2 separate regions of the Triticum aestivum genome follow, and region 1 is linked to region 2. The links are chromatin contacts, called in public Hi-C maps. All regions are on one chromosome and are shown on one strand. The core of a region is the stretch at or near the end of the contact, and the rest is flanking DNA. Distances in the headings are between cores, read along the strand shown. Region 1 holds the start of LOC123187971 (dihydrolipoyllysine-residue acetyltransferase component of acetoin cleaving system). Region 2 holds the start of LOC123187970 (probable GTP diphosphokinase RSH3, chloroplastic).

What was found. Hi-C and Micro-C count contacts between places; a contact is called where the count stands out from the background.
Region 1: a contact with region 2 is called in a Hi-C map of leaf, with 3 times the contacts expected there. The contact joins the promoter of LOC123187971 here to the promoter of LOC123187970 in region 2. A contact is called at or near these places in 2 of 5 Hi-C or Micro-C datasets (both in leaf).

The regions. Positions count from the first base shown.
Region 1 is chr2A:131,225,732-131,231,023 of IWGSC CS RefSeq v2.1, forward strand. It overlaps LOC123187971 (dihydrolipoyllysine-residue acetyltransferase component of acetoin cleaving system), which reads left to right and starts at 1,719. Exons shown (of 4, transcript XM_044599989.1): 1 at 1,719-2,451; 2 at 4,405-4,500; 3 at 4,614-4,681; 4 at 4,791-5,116. The coding sequence starts at 1,801. The coding sequence ends at 4,920.
Region 2 is chr2A:131,060,962-131,066,722 of IWGSC CS RefSeq v2.1, forward strand. LOC123187970 (probable GTP diphosphokinase RSH3, chloroplastic) reads left to right here and starts at 4,427. Exons shown (of 6, transcript XM_044599988.1): 1 at 4,427-4,939; 2 at 5,055-5,240. The coding sequence starts at 4,574. It overlaps LOC123187969 (60S ribosomal protein L27a-3), which reads left to right. Exons shown (of 1, transcript XM_044599987.1): 1 at 1-81.

The DNA.
Region 1 (5,292 bases), core at 469-2,968, 160 kb after region 2:
TGGAGGACCTGGACATCGTTGAGTCCCAAAAGGAGCGACCGATGCATGTGCCTGCTGTCCCGAGAGCACGGGCATGGCTGCCGCCTGAGGATGAAGCGGTGAAGTTCAACTGTGATGGAGCATTATCGACCCTGGGCTAGAAGGGAGCAGCGGCTGTGGTTTGTCGAGACAAGTCGGGGAAATTTCTTGGAGCTTCAGCACTGGTCTTTGAAGGCTTGATCGACCCGGCAAGTTTGGAGGCGCACGCGTGTAGTGAAGCACTTGCCCTGGCCCGCGATCTGAATTTGCAGGATTTGGTGATTGTGACTACTGTCTAGAGCTGGTTTCAAACATCAGCACACAATCTCTACCGGTATATCATGTAGAATAGGCACACAACCTTATTACTGATGTTTATCAAAATTGGATCTCACGGGTTCGGTCACTGTTTGTCTTTGGTGGATCCACGTGGATCTTGTCTTCGTTTGTCTGTGTTCGTGTTTCTACATGTTGGATCCTTCTTATCTACATTTCTCTTTATTGGCGGCGGATGTTGTTCTGGTGCGCTGGTCCTATAGAGACTTATCACGATGACTTCCGACTCTCTAATACAACAAGATTTGCCCGACTTCGATAAGGGAGGGGCGAATATAGCTGCGCGCCTCCGACTCGCTCCAGTGTAAGTAGTCATTACTAGGTGATCTACGGACCTAGATGTATTTTTTACTTCCGGTGTTCTTTGAACTACCTTGACAGTTGATGAATAGATCGGAAGTTATACTCGCAAACAGGCACGAGATGGCACACGAAGCAGGTTTTATAATTTTTTCGTCCGTTGCAACGCACGGATATTTGAACTAGTAGCATATAAAACATACAAAAGTGATGATATAATAACATTTAACGATACAAAATTATATATATGTTTGAGACTTATTAGGGCCTGGCGGCAGCTAGAGGTGATGCACAATAGTGATGCCTCACCATGGCGCCGCCACCATCCCGCGCCCCACCGCTCCTGCATCTTTACCGCAACGACAACTGGAGGTGACGCGCGAGGACGGCTGCCTCACCATGGCGCCGCCACCATCCCGCGCCCCACCTCACCTGCATCTTTGCCGCAACGGCAGATGGACGCGGCGCCCGGTGGCGGCTACCCGTGGCGGCGGCAGATTTTCTCCTGCGTGAGTGTTGAGCGGGCGAGTTGACCGAACCCATGAACTGGAACGTGCTCACCCAATGCATGCATGCGGGCGAGCCTTTTTTTACTAAGAATGACATGTGGGTCCCACATGCCATAATGGTCAACATAATGGTGCAGGTTGACTTTGTGCCAGGTTGACCCCCGACGAGTGGGCCATTCATGTCATAATCATCCTTAATTTGTGCTCAATCGGTCATTTAACAGAAGTGGTAGATTTTTTTTGCCAAAAATTAGAGCAAAAGTGGTACAATAGTTTTTTGCTAGGGTTCCTAGAGTTGTAGTTTTTGGTCATGGTTGTCCCAATTATTGCAGTTTTTGTTAAATACTCCTCAAAAAACACTTTTCTAACGTCTAATATTCTGCTGCAATCCAAATCAAAAACAGTTTGACTATTTAAAGATAGTCTATCTATAGAAAAGAAAAGTGTGTTGTAGAAATTCCTGCCGCAGTTGAGCCGGACTCCTCAGAAAAGACATGGGGCGGTTGGTACAGCCCGTGATTGTCTTCTCTCCATCGAGAGCAGACATACATATACGTACGACACCACGCGCGCATGGGACAAGCAGACGTGACGAGCCACGAAGGCGCCCCGCGCTCCACCTTCAGTCCCCGCAACTATGCCGTCGTCGACGCTCGGGATCGCGCCGCTACTGGACGCCTACTTCCGGCGCCGATTCACCGCGGCGGGCCTGGTCCAGGCGTCCGTGCCGCTCGACGGCGGCGCCACCACGATGCAGTGCTGGCGCTTCCCGCCCGGCGCCAGCGAGGAGCTCCCCGTCCTCGTCCTCCTCCACGGCTTCGGCCCGCCGGCGACGTGGCAGTGGCGGCCCCAGGTAGGCCCTCTGTCGCGCCGGTTCCGCCTCGTCGTGCCGGACCTCCTCTTCTTCGGCGGCTCCCGCACGTCGCCCACGCCGGTCGACGGCGAGTGCTCCGAGGCCCACCAGGCGGAGGCGGTGGCGAAGCTCATAGGCGCGATCGTGCCCCCCTCAGCCAGGGCGTCGGTGGTCGGGACCAGCTACGGCGGCTTCGTGGCGTACCACGTGGCGAGGCTTCTGGGGCCGGAGGCCGTGGAGCGGGTGGTGATCGCGAGCTCGGACCTGCTCAAGGGCGACGCCGACGACCGCGCCCTGCTGGCGCGCGGCGGGGCCGAGCGCGTGGAGGACCTGATGCTGCCGCGCACCCCCGAGCAGATGCGGCGGCTGATGGGGCTCGCCTACCACCGCCCCCGCCCGTTCATCCCGGGCTTCTTGCTCCGCGACCTCGTTCAGGTACGTGATCAATGGCCACCATCTTTGATTTTCGTCCGGCTTTCCCGGCAGTTTTGTTCGTCCAACGGCGGCCTCACCGCGATAGCTACCAGTCCACCCAGCGAACGACTCGGACACAAGTGTCCATGTCGATTAACAGATGAACTCAGGTCTCAGCCAACCATGTCTGTTTTTGTCGACGGAGGACGATATATAATACTCTCTCCGTTTCTAAATATTTATTTTTCTAATCATTTCAAATGGACTATCACATACATCCATATGTAGACATATTTTAGAGTGTAGATTCACTTATTTTGCTTCATATGTAGTCACTTGTTGAAATATCAAAAAAAAATAAAATTAGAAACGAGGGAGTATTAGTATCAATATGATAATGCTACCATAACCGCGCAACGAACTAGCAGCGACGTCATCCAATGTCCTTGACGACGCACGATTAACAATGCACGACCAACCATGTCGACGACCAAACGTATCATCGAGCCGCCAACCATTCAGTGGAGAGACAGCATCCGTTCAACGGCCCCGCCATAGCTTCCATCAAGAGCATAATTAGGTAGGTAGTTCCGTTTCGAAAAAAAAATTAGGTAGGTAGTGCGTAGCATCGTTAGTCCTACATAAATAACGAAGGTGATGTAACATGTGTTCATTTGACTTAGTCGTGATAGGCATATGTTGTCTGATAAACAATGTTGTTGTCATGTTATCACGTTCCATTTATATTCTCTCCCATGTGTACGGGTTCTGCAGCATAAACAATATATTGTGTACAAACTTTCAACTATGGTACCTAATTAGAAGGATGTACGGTACTAATGTGTTTGTTAGATGGTGAGAGGGTGTACGGTACTAATGTGTTTCTACAAAATGGTTGCTTCCGGTTACTTTGAGAAGTTGTTGACCCAGTCAAAATCATGAATCAAATCCAAAATTAATACCTCAACTGAATGAGAGAGTTCCGTGAGAAATCATTGACCTAGTCCAAGTCGAGAACCAACGAACACCTCAATTGTACAGAAGAGCTCCAAAATTAAGCAACATAGTGTATTAGATAGATGATAAAATAGTTAAAGATAGAGGCCGTTAAATCATTGATCCGGCCAAAATTGGAGACCTCGATTGAATGGGAGGGCTATAAAATTAGGGAGCATGGTGTATTAGATGATAAAAGAATTGAAGAGAGAGCCCCTTGAATCATTGACCCGGTCAAAATCAGTGACCCAATTGCAAATTGGAGACCTCGGTTGATTGGATAGATAGATAGATAGATAGATAGACAGATAGATAGATAGATAAAAGAAATGAATGGGAGAATTTTGAGAAATTGTTGACCCGATCAAAATCGGGTGAACTAATTTCAATTGGAGACCTTCATTGATTGTGATGCCTTAAAAATTAGGGAGCTTAGTATTGTTGATCCGGTCAAAATCGAGTTGAACCAATTCTAAATTAAAGACATTAATTAATTGTGAGGCCTTAAAAATTAAAGAGCATAGTGTATGATATAAAAGAATTGAGTGGGAATGCTTTGAGAAATTGTTGACCCGGTTAAAATCGGATGACGCAATCTTAATTGGAGACCTCAATTGAATGTGTGCTCTATAAACCTAGGGAGCTTAGTGTTATAGAGGATACCATAGGTGTCGTACAAGATTAATCTTTCACTCTCAAACCACACTCAAACTTGATGGATATACTCTTCATATTAATACTTGTTAAATAGTATGTATTCTTTCCTAATTTAATGCCAGTACCTTGATACGGAAACAAATAATAAACATGTGAGAGTCAAGGATGGCCCTTTTTTTGCGGGAAATAGGTTGTCACGTTTAATTAGGGACTTTGTATCAACAGAAATGGATGGCTCTCTCCCGCAAAATAAAATAAAATGGATGCCTCTATTAGTTTGGGAGCATTTAAAAAAATCACAAATAAAACATTTTGCTGCAGTATCTCTACAGCGAGAACATAGAGGAGAAGGAGGGGCTGATCAAAGCGATATCCCTGGGGAACAAAGACAAGTTCCAACTCACTCCACTCCCGCAGGTACATACATACATCATCTAATTTTCCACAACGAACAAAGTGCAAATTGATGTAATAAAATTGCAAAGTAAACTCATAGTTTCTTCTTCACCCTATCTGCCCCCATCTTTCAGCAAGTTCTTGTGCTGTGGGGAGAGCATGACCAGATCTTCCCCATAGAGAAGGCATTCCAGGTGACGAGGTCAGCAAGCGTTTACTACTACTCTTATTACATGGTTGTGTAATCTGGTTGCAGTTGTGTCACCTTCTACTGTAACTTAGACATGAAAGATGGGTGCAAATTGATGCAGGCAGCTAGGCGCAAATGTTAGGCTGGAGATCCTGAAGAACGCTGGCCATATGCCGCAGGCGGAGGACACAAAGAGGTTCAACGAGGCTCTCCTCAACTTCCTGCTGCCCGCTCCGAGTTCATCGCTGTAATGCAATTTCATTGTCGAATTTCGGAAAGATGGTTGACAATTCCTAATTTAAGCTCCATTTTACCTGTAAGATATACTAGTACTTAGTGGTATTTTGGTTGCTTAACGCACATTCGACCATATGTACACTTGGGACCTTCAGGGAATAAACGTTGCACCAATGGAGAAAAAAAATCTTTGGCTTGTTCTTGATTAAATGCCCTGCTTTCTATACATCCATGGCATGTGATCTTGCTACCAACTGGAAGAACACACAGCACGACCGATGGTAATTGATTGTACTGAATTGTGGACCCAGTAGGACAGCAGAGGAATTTAGCTGCTGTGGTTGCTGATGTTAGTAATGTCATAAAATCTGGCCATTGGAGTATGT
Region 2 (5,761 bases), core at 3,177-5,676:
TCCTGGTTCCTGTGTGGTAAACCAACATCTTATGAGAATTTTGCGCTATGTTATGCCAGTTTATATCAGACGAGTTATCCATATCTGTGCTCCTATTTATGTTTCGTTTGATCTGTGTTAATCCCTAATGTTATCAATCCCTAATGCATATACTGTTATTTGCTATGGTGCATCACCATAAGATTCTATGCCTGCTAGTCATCTTAACTTCATGATTCTATGCCTGCTAGTCATGTGAACTGTATGATTCTATGCCTGCTTGTGCTTGTCATGTGACATGTGAACTGTATGATTTTGATTTGCACTATGTTATGCTTTGTTTTCTCTTTGTTAATCTTGTCATAGTGTATTACTTCAGGATTCTATTTCTTGTAGTCATAGTGAACTTTGAATTGTATGCCAATGATTTGCTTGCTTGATGACATTGAACTTGATGTCTGTAGGAGGTTGTTTGTAGACATACTCATAGTTAACATGATGCAGTAGTTTGTCTTTGGAATTCCTAGCAGGTACTTTAGTTTTGGATTGCATCTTCCTTCTAAATTTACTTGACTAGTTTAGTGCCACCTCATGAGTTAAATAAACACCTGGAGTAAGCTATTGTGCTGTAATTGTTGTGCCATTGTGTGAAGTATTGATATCCATTTGCATCTAAGCTGAAGTGAATACATGTTCTTTGAGAAATCTTCCTTTGATGCCATCTGTCTACTTCGTATTTGCTAGAATGAGGTTTGTTTTCTTTATGGGTGTTTGATTTTTTTGCTTGCTGTGGCACCTGATGCGTAGCAGCTGTTCTACCTGTCGAGCTTTGTATGATCTAGCATTTGTTACTGTATTTCCCAGAGTGCATTAGCACAAGATTATGTTTCTGCTAGTTTCAGAAAGATGTTTATAGACTACTATGAATGTTCAGGTTCATGCAGTCATACATCTGTTCTCCCATATACTCGCCTGTATCTGGACGATGCTTCACCCTGGCTTTAAGAAACTTTGAAGTACTTGCAAAGCAGGTGAAGCTATCCAATCGTGCTATTCTGTGTATGGATATTCATTTGCTGCTACATGTTCATCTTATCGTGTGTGTGATCATGTTTGATGTGTTTGCTTGTCTGTACAGCTTAGCTGCAATTGCCTGATCGATCTTTAGAGCTCCTTTGATTCACAGGATTTATTTGAACTACTTACATAGATTTCTAGCATCCACTCAAATCTCGTTGAAGGAAAACTTTGTTTTTCCTGTGATGCAATCAAACGACCGAAAATCCTATGGAATTGCTCAAACCTCTTTGAAGGAAATTTCTATAGTATTTCCTGTCTGTTTTTAGAATCCTGTCAATCAAATAGTCCCTCGTTATGTTTTTCAAAAATTGCGGTTGCAAAGTCGTATAGATTTGGTATTTTGAATGGAACCATCGCTTTTGTATTGCGTCGGAAGTATCATATCACTACAATGGTGTTGATGCATTTGCCGCTCCCGTAATTTGTTTGCTCACGCACGTCGCCTGAATCTGTTGTGCACAACTGACTCCCGTGCCCTCTAGTATATCACTAGGGCTGCAAACGAGTCGAGTTCAAGTGAGTTGGACTTGGCTCGGCTCAACTCATATAAATTTTGAGCGAGCTCAAACTAAGTGAAGCTCAAGATCGAGCTGTAGAACATGATTCATGCTCAGCTTGTAACGATCTCGGGTCGATCTCGAGCTAGTTTTGAGCTAAATGAGACCGTAAAAATTATAAATTTATGGCGATTATTCTAACGAGATAAGGACACAACATGACACAACTTTGTCCCCCCATCTCGTCGTGCTAGGGAGAGCTCATCTTCTCTCTTGGGTGAACTAGCAATAGATGGTGGTCTTCATGGACGAAAAACAAGAAAATGAAGGTGCATATGGTGAAAACTTTTGCCAAACACAATAGGATATTTAACACATAGTCGATCACCTACCATAATTAGGCCTAAATCTTTTGTGCACTTATATGATAACAAAAACGAAGGTGCATATGCTTCCATGTTTGCTGGTAAATAAAATGGACAAAAATCATGAACATCATATGTGATAATAAATTATCTTATTTCCGTTTAATATATGGCATGATCATTTAACATAATGATATTATGTCGAGCTATAGAGCTCAAATCGAGCGAGCCAATATTGGTTCAAGATCGGCTCGTTTCTTGGTCAAGCTGCATAAAGTGTTCAAACTTAAATCATTTCTTTTCGAGTCGTTCTCGAATCGAGCTAAAAAACAAATCGATCTCGAGCGGCTCATGAGCCACGAGCTTTTCTTGCAGCCCTATATACCATCGCTCCCGGCCGGGGTTGCATCGGAGGCACTCAAACATCCATCAGTATCAGTTGGTTGACAAACTGACTCGATGGGTCATTTCTCCGGCCCGTTGCCATCGGTTCGAAAGAAACATTGGCGCCGTGACACGAGACGGTGAGTAGAACAAACGCATCAGCTGTTGGTCCGTGCCGCCAATGCCTGCTTTGCCCAACCGGCAAGCGATCCCTCGTCCACACGCACAAGGAAGCCTCCGTTTGACATGCGTGCGCCCCGTCGTTTGCGGCCCTCCGTGACATGGAGGAAGCTGCACGTTTAAGCACAAGACACCCTCACGTTGATGCAAATCACTCCCGTGGTACGTGGACAGAAGGAACATGTCTCACGGTTGTTGGGTGGCGGAATTCAGAATTTTCTGTACAGTAGGAGTGATAGGTAGTATAATAAATTGCTGAGCTTAACGAGAGATATTAAGAAAAAGGCTGTATTTTTTCTTAATTAGGATATAATCTCTTAGCAATAATATCTGTCACCCCTCACCATGTATTTAGAAATATTTAGCTATCAAAGAAAAGACTAATGCCATGTAATTTTTTTTAGATTACGTGACGGGTTTAAGATAAGACTTACATGCCCTTATAGAAAACATTAAAACGAAGATTTAAATCCTCGGATGGACAGACACACCTTCATGTGCCCTCTACGGGCACCGAGTGCACCGATGGAACATGGATAGGATATGAAGGCCAATATTTGTAAACCGGGCAACGTCGTCGCCTCGCGGCCTCGACTAACACGGAGAATTCTAAAATCAAGCTAAATCAAAACCAAGACGCCTATGTAGCTGTACGCCAAATATGAGCCAGAGGTCAAGCCAACCGCCATCTAGGATCCCTGTATGCCATCGGTGCATGTAGCATCACCTGTAAGCGTCCCTGGTTGAGAATTGCCGTTGCTCGAACACATATCAACCGCTGCCACCAACCCTAATCTGCCGCATCCGGCCAACCCTGTCGCATGAACTCCATGTGGACAGACCATTCTGGCACTGCAGACGCCACATGGGTTTTACTCGATGACGGACTTTGGCAGGAGCGAGAGCGTAACGCCGGTGGCGGCTAGGGCTTCAGAGTTCGTCGCGACATGTAAGGACGAGTGAATCATGTTAGGTAATTACGTTCGGTGGAGCCCTGAAGCAAGAGGAAATGAATATGACTTTGAACTACACAATTTCACATGCTTATGAACATTACATGTCTAATATTGTATAAAGTATCATGTCTAATGAGGATGTACCTCATTCCGATGGGCAGGGATGTAGGTTTGCGATAATTCGGATGGAAGTCGTGCCCGTCTTTGGCTGGTGCCACCCGTGACAGCCCCTCGTGGGTGTCATTTCCCCTCCTTGGAGGCAGCGTTGTGGTGTGTCGGCACCTCTCTCTCTCTCTCTCTCTCTCTCTCTCTCTCTCTCTCTCTCTTGATTGGTTGTCTTCGGGCAAAAGCCTAGGTTCGGATCCGGATCGATGATAGCAGCGTCCTCGATGTCGCTCTTCTGTTGGGATAATTGCTTTTGGAGACACGACTTGGAGGTCCTAGTTTGCTTTCCTGTGGTACTCACCGTTGTTCTGAATTGTTCGTCAGGACCTAAAGGTACTATGTACACCGTCGCGGGTGATTCCAAGATGATGACTTTCTTGGGGCTGTTCGAGTCTCGCCACCCACCTGCCAACTCTTTTAGGCAATCAAGGATGGTTAATGCCACACACTAGTTGATGCGTTGGCAATGAGAGTTTGTTTGAAGTTGTTGCTCTTTAGAGGTGACCAAGGTTAGTTGAGACGCGGCTGCTTTTGTTGGTCAATTTAGCACAGATACCTTTGTGTTGGGGTTTCTGTGGTGTTTGCCTCTCATCGGCATGTGGTGAGAGTTTGTCTGAATTCTTGTGTTTTATCATGTGCCTTCTATAAAACTAAAACTACGGCACATAGTTTACTCGTGCTCTCGGAAAGAAAACACACCTCCTCGTTCGAAAATTAGCAAGCCAAGCCAACCCAAATGATTTGGCGACTTGAGGTCTAAAATAAAAACGACCACCCATCTTCCCAGTTCCCACGAGTAGGCTTACTAGTCATAACCACGCCAGCACGCGCGAAGAGCCCAACGTCCCAACTAGAGCTCCCTTCCACGCCTCTTTCTCCAATCTCCACCTCCCCACTCCCCCCTCTTCGACCGTCCCCTCCGCCGAACTCCAACTCACCGAGCCAGCCAGCACCACCACCAGGAGCCATGCCGGCGGCGGTCGCCTGCTCCGTCAAGTGCCGCCCCCACCACCGCCTCTCGGCGCCGCAGCCCCCCGCCGCGCTGGACCTCCTCCCCCGCGCCCCGGCCTCCGCCGCCGGCGAGCTGCGGGCGACCCGGTGCCGGACCCCGCCCTCCCTCTCCTTCGCGCGCGCTTCCGACCAAGGGGAGGCGCGAAGCCCGCCGTCCGCGAGGCGAGCCCGCGCCGCCGTGGCGGGGTTCGAGGAAGTCGGCGCCGCTTCTTCCGCAGCCGCGGCGGCCCTGCTCGCCGGCGCGCAGTCGCGGCACGCCATCTTCCGCGAAGAGCTCGTGAGAAAGGCCTACTACGCGGCCGAGGCGGCCCACCGCGGCCAGGTGCTTGACAGCGCCCCTCTCGCTCTCTTTCTGCTCATCGTTTCGGCGTGGCTTGTCGGACGTTTGAAGTGACCGGGCCACGTTCCTCGGCTGGGCGTTTTGGTGGTTTCTGCAGATGCGCGCGAGCGGCGACCCTTACCTGCAGCACTGCGTGGAGACGGCGGCGCTGCTCGCGGAGCTCGGCGCAGGCCCTCCGGTTATCGCGGCGGGGCTGTTGCACGACACGGTGGACGACGCAGGCCTGGATTACGGCTCCATCTCCGAGCAATTCGGTGCTGGCGTTGCGGACCTCGTGAAGGGGGTAAGAATTCGGATCTACTCCGTATTTAGTTACTGTACTGGATATAACTGACATTAGGATGTGACGAGCAGGCTCACTGATATGTCTAATTAGGAGAACTGTTTTTCTCTGTTAAAGCTCGCTTGGTGTGGCAGTATTATTTTCTGAAACGAACCAAAGTAAGGTGCAATTGCTGCTACACCGTTATGTAGCAATTCAGAGCTTCTTCACTGGTAGATTATTCGTACCGGCATATACAGATAATTTTCTGAGTATGACTTAAGCTGTGCCTGTGTCCAGGATCAGGCCATTGTTTTCTAGGGGAAGGACCAGGTCATACTCACAATTGATTAGTTATATGGTTATGTCTCTGCGTGGGCCCCCCTTTTATTTTCATCTTTCTCGGTGTTGTCTTTTTCGTCATATGGAGAACTGGATGTTGCTAGTTTGGCTACCTTGCTAAAATATATTTTTACGATTATGACTGACAGACCATAATTGATTGTTATGTTATTGATAGGGCTTCTAGAACAAATACAAAT